Linked DNA regions of Mus musculus: region 2 is linked to region 1. Evidence: chromatin contacts called from public promoter capture Hi-C data. All regions are on one chromosome and are shown on one strand. Each heading gives the region's core, a stretch centred on a gene start, on an enhancer-like site or on the middle of the called end of the contact. The rest is flanking DNA. Distances are from core to core; before and after follow the strand shown.

The links. Promoter capture Hi-C pulls out the DNA fragments that hold promoters and counts their contacts.
Region 2: a contact with region 1 is called in a promoter capture Hi-C map of cranial neural crest. The contact joins the enhancer-like site here to the promoter of Lsp1 in region 1. A contact is called at or near these places in 2 of 39 promoter capture datasets (cranial neural crest and liver) and 2 of 9 other capture datasets (adipose tissue and pancreatic islet).

The regions. Positions count from the first base shown.
Region 1 is chr7:142,459,456-142,462,155 of GRCm38.p6, reverse strand. It overlaps Lsp1 (lymphocyte specific 1), which reads right to left and starts at 1,344. Exons shown (of 11, transcript NM_001136071.2): 1 at 1,190-1,344. The coding sequence starts at 1,257.
Region 2 is chr7:142,713,627-142,716,326 of GRCm38.p6, reverse strand. It overlaps Gm39116 (a long non-coding RNA gene), which reads left to right. Exons shown (of 3, transcript XR_870062.1): 3 at 2,476-2,530. Among named protein-coding and RNA genes, the nearest start is that of Gm39116, 28 kb to the left of the region's middle. Within about 2 kb of position 1,321, at least 19 of the 459 cell types and tissues checked have an H3K27ac peak or open chromatin away from gene starts, as enhancers often do. A contact at or near this core is called in pancreatic islet, where this site is marked.

The DNA of each region.
Region 1 (2,700 bases), core at 95-2,594:
ATAGAGCCTTTCTGGGAACAACATGGCCCTGGAATCCCAAGGCTGGCACAAGGGTGCTGACCCAGACCAGGCCAGTCTCTGCTTAGCCTCAGACTCCTTTCCTAGCCTGAGGGTTCCTTGGACAACTTTCTAACCAGGGTCCAAATGCAAAGCAATAGTGTGGAGACCCCCCAACATGCACCCCTCAAAGTGAGGTTTCTTCCCATTATCATTGATAAGGATTGAGGAATTGCTGTTCCTGCCCAAGATCTGGCGTCCGGCTTGCGAACTGCAGAGACCCTGCAACCCCTGCTAAGGTGGGCCTTATCTCCTTGAGCCTGTGGCTGAACCCTAAGAGTCACACTCTCCCTGGCAGCCTGGCAGCTCCGGTAGCAATTTTATGTTTTACCTCTTTCTTCCCCTTCCTCTTACACACCTGGACCGCAGCCCCCACATCCTGCTCCCATGAGGCTGCTAGCCTCTGACCTGTCCCCAAGACCTGACACCCTCTTCTGAGACCTGTTCCTGGGACAGGGCAGGGCAGGCACCAATGGCCTGGCTTGGTCTCCATGTCTACCCACTAACAGCTTCCCTTCTCATTACCCCCACCCCCACCTTATGACCCAACACAGGAAAGACAGGGAACACCCTTCACATCCCTTTAAATTGCAGATGCCCTTAAGCAGCTGACAGCCTAAAGGCCTCTGCCCAGCCCTGTCTGTTGCAGGGCAGTGGCCCCCTTTACCTTTGCCAATGTTCATTCCCATACCCACTGTACTTAACAACAGTGCCTGGTCCATAAGACACCATTGACCTTCTCTATCCTCACATAGCAGCTTTGGGAACCCCTGAGGCCTGGTCACCTCTCAGTATCTTAAGGCAGGCCAGACCCCTCAGACAAGCCTATAGGTGCATGAGGTCAGGATTCCTAGGCCTAGTTTCTCCCAACACAGCTACTGCTCTCTCCTGCTGTTCAGGCCATATCCAGCCACTCCCAGTCCCTTCCACACCAAGCATCCATCTTCTCTATTCTGGCTATGAACCCTAGCCAGGAAGATAGCCTTTCCCAGTTAGGCCAAGCTGCAGAGGGAGATAGAGGAGATACACACCTCTCTGGTAAGAGAGGGTTTCTGAAGGCTATCTAAGTCCTATCTGAGATTCTGCCTACTCAGCACTTGGCACAAAGCAAACTGCCCATAGTGGAACTCACCCTTCGCTGTCTTCTGCATGGAGCTCTTCCTGTTCCTCGCATCTGGGATCGATGGCAGCCTCCGCCATGGGCCTGGTGTCTTCGGTGTGGGTGCACTTGTTATGGCTCCTGGTGTTTCTCTGTAGATGGGCGGTGGCCTAGAGCCTCAGCCCCCCACCCTTCCCGCCCCAGGTTTCACTTCCTCCTTCCTGTAGCAGGTTGAGGTTTGAAACCTATGGGGCTTGGGTTTTTTTTTTTTTTTTCCTATGTTGCTGCAACAGAAGAAGAGTTAAAACAAAACAAAACAAAACAAAAAAACAAAAAACCAAAAACCAACTAAACCCAAACCACTCATCAGGAAGTGTTGAGCAAGCAAGCTATAGCCTCCTGGAATGACAGAAAAGGGCTGAGGGTAGAGGTGAGTAAGGCTACTCCTTGCAACTCTGGTCCATAGACCTGAGAGTAGCTATGTCTCCCACAATGTCCAGAATTCATGGTCCCTTTAGTGTCCGTGGACTGCTTTCAATTGCTTTGCATGGAAATCTTCTGTGCTTCCAAGTGTGCTCAATGAACATGGTGGAACTAGTTCTTGATGCTTCAAGGTCATGGCCTTGGACACTCTTAGTTAGCCTTTGCTCCCCAGCCATGTCCAGGGTCCCACATGTGGTGCTCCCCTAGTCTGTGGTTCTAGAGCTTGTCTCTATCTGTCTCCATTCCTAGCTGCTGGACGCTCTTGTCTCCCTGCTCCATCAGCTCTCTCTAATCCTGCCTCTGTGCTCTGGGCATTTGGAACCAGTCGAAGAGTCGGTTGATGTTCCCAGCTATGCTGGGGTGGGTCATGGGTTCTCCTGAGAGGCAGCACCAGAGGAAGGACTGAGGCTTTTGGGAGGGAACCAAAGGGACTATAAAGGAATGATGGGGAATGTGATAGCCAGATCCCAAAGTCCCGGGACTTGGGCTAAAGTGTCACTGGGCCAAGTTGAGGCAGCCACAACATGGTAGAGACTCTCTCTTTGAAGCTTGCTGACCCAAGAGATAGAAAGAAAGGAGCCAGTGCCCTATTTCCCAGCACTGGGCAATGAGTGACCTCGGAAATCTCACTATGAGGTCTTACAGGAGAAGTGCAGAAAGGCAAGAGAGCCTTAGGGTGTTGGGAAACTTAGTAGAAGCTGTAGAGTATCATCTAGAGGTAGACCTGTGTTTGCAAGCCTGCCTGACTGCAGGGAGCCCTTTCTTATCCACATGGTCCAGTGGAGGCAAAGCCTTGCTTACTCTATCCCAGTCCTGAGGAGGGGGCAACAGGAAGAGTGAGTATTGTTCAGCAGACTGGGCAGGACACCTGCCTGCTTTTTCTTCAGCCTCCTCTCTCTCTCCTTTTGCACTTTGCTTCCTTGGGACCCTCCTAAGTGCTCTGTTGATAAGTGGCTGGGAATGCATTTGGCAGGTGACAGAGTTATGCCACTTCTGTCCTGACACCTCTTAAGAGGTTTTCACTGGTTCCTATGTCTGTCACAGGGCCTCGCCATCCAGGC
Region 2 (2,700 bases), core at 72-2,571, 250 kb before region 1:
AGCCATAAAATACAGGTACCATGTTATACTCGGACAGACCCAAAGAAGCTAAACAAGAAGGAAAACCCAGTGAGGAAGCTTGACTCAGGTAGAAGCAGAAGATAAAAGCCAACCAAAGGTTATTAGAAAACAAGCTTTTATCTGTTTAGCATGCAACAAAGACCTCCAGACAATGATCATCCACAGGATTATCAGGAACTCAGATGGCAACCCATGGATGTGTTAGAACTGAGAAAATTCAAGGAAAGTGTCACAATTTTGGGATGCATTCACCATTTGTAAACAAACCGTGACTTCTTTGGATATTAAAAATAGAATAATCCAAGACTGGAAGGATATGGCAAAAGCAATCTAGTACCTGTGTCACATTTACAATGGTTCTCATGATAGAGAGAAGAGGTGAAGAAGATAGCATGACAAAATAGAACCAGTTGGTAGGAAGGGAATAAAATAGTCATAAGAGGCAGATGGAGGGAGGGAACTTAGAGGGAGGGGGTATGGGGAACGGAATGGGGAATTCAGGATCAGGTGTGGGGAAGAACAAGAGAGATGGCTATATGGCCATAAAAATGAATGGAAATCTGCAACTGATGTAAATGGAGGGGGCATTTTTGGGAGGAGACAGAGACCTTAGGTAAGGGAGGTACCCAAGAATCAATGGGATGATCTTAGTTGGAACTCATTACATTGAGAATATGGAACCTAAAGAGGGCATCTCCTGTAGCCCTACAGGAACCCCAGTGGAGCAATAGAGACACCAACCCACCCACACAACTTTCAACCCAAATTTTATCTTGTCTGCTCCCTCCCCCTGCCTAAATTATTTGTAGACAGGTAGGGGGCCAACCAATAACCTGCCCAACTTGAGAATTGGTGTCCATCTTATTGCTTAGAACCCAACTAGTCTGAGATAAAAGTCCACTGTCTCCCCACCCCACCCCACCCCCCAAAATAAAAAGCTGAGCAGATCTAAAGCTGCAGCAGTGTGTGGATTAAAAGCTGACTGGGTCTGAGGGGTCTACAGAGAGCCACAGAGAGGCTCCCTCCCCAACCCCCCAGCAGACAGCTACAGCCAGGGGCAGCACCCCAGCCTGGAGCTGGACTTGGGGAGTGCCAATGCTGATTCCCAGAGATGGAAGGGGGACCCTGGAGCGCAACTGACTGCAAGGTAGTTTTCTGATAGACACAGTGAGCTGATTGGGGCATCTCCTCCCGAGCCTTTCCATGTTCGCTCCCCCATAAGCCCCGAGTCTACACAGGACACCTGACAGCCAGACCCGCTCTCCCGTCTGCTTGTGCTGCAGACTGCCTGAGATAAGCGCACAAGGTGCCAGCTGCAACCCCAACCAAGACAGAGCCAGCTCAGAAGCACAGAAGCTGCAGGTCTTTCTACAGTCAGCCCCTCCCAGCAAACAAAAGAATCCGAGAGGACTGCAGTGTCCTGAATTGAACAGCAGAGGGAGACAAAGGTACAAAGGGCTCTGGAACAGGTAATACAAATTATAAATTGATAATAAAGATATATATTCATGTAAATGATACTTAAAAATGAGAAACACAATAAATACCACAGTTGGGATTTATGGGATGATATTTTGAATGGTTCGACAGGGATGGGTTTAAAGGAAATAGAAACCTTGTCATTTAACATTAGTGCAATATTTATTCTCTTGACTTACTACATCTTCTCAAAGACTGGGCCCTAGATAAAACATTACATGCCTTAGGAAAGGGATTGGAGCAGACACTAGAGAAGTTTATAGATGAAACTGAGCAACAGAGAGATAAAACTTGGCAACACAGCCTGGAGGAAACACTAGAACTGAAGGTTCAGGATTTTATAGGTCAAGATAAGCAACAGAAAGGGGAGAAGAAAGGTTGGAGACAGGAGCTAGAAAAGATACTAGAAAAAAAGATACAGAATTTCGTAGGTCAGACTGAACAGCAAGGAGATAGAGACAAAATTTGGAAGCAGAGTCAAGAGGATACTTTACTAAAACTAGTAGATCAAAATAAGGTAGATGCTACAATAACAGAATTACAACATAAAGAAGGTTTTCAAATGTGGAAGCCGAACCTTGAACAGAGAATGCAAGAACTCAAGGAACAGGAAGAGCAACAAAAGGAGAGACATAAACACAGACCTTAAGGGAGGAATTTAAATTTTCAATTAAGGAAAATACTCAGGTAGAGACAAGAGAATTAGAGAAAGCCAACCAAAGGCTATTAGAAAATAAGCTTTTGTTTATCCAGTTAATATACAACAAAGACCTCCAGACGATGATCATCCACAGGGTTATCAGGAACTCGAATGGCAACCCATGGATGTGTTAGCACTAAGAAAATCTAAGGAAAGTGTCACCGAGTTGTGTGTTTTTGCAGGAGCTTATTGGAGTTAAAGATTTACTGCAACACCCATCCCATGGGCAAGCACCAATCCTTAACACTATTAATGATACTCTGTTATGCTTGCAGACAAGAGCATGTCGTCCTCTGAGAGCCCCCCTCCACCCACAGCAGCTGACTCAGACATCGACAGCCAAACAATGGATGAAGCTTTGGGACTCTTATGGAAGAATAGGAGGAAAGATTGCAGGCACCAAAGGGGATAGGAATTCCACAGAAAGGCCAACAGAGTTAACAAACCTGGATCTTTGGGACTTTCAGAGCCTGAAACATCACAAAGAACATACCTGAGCT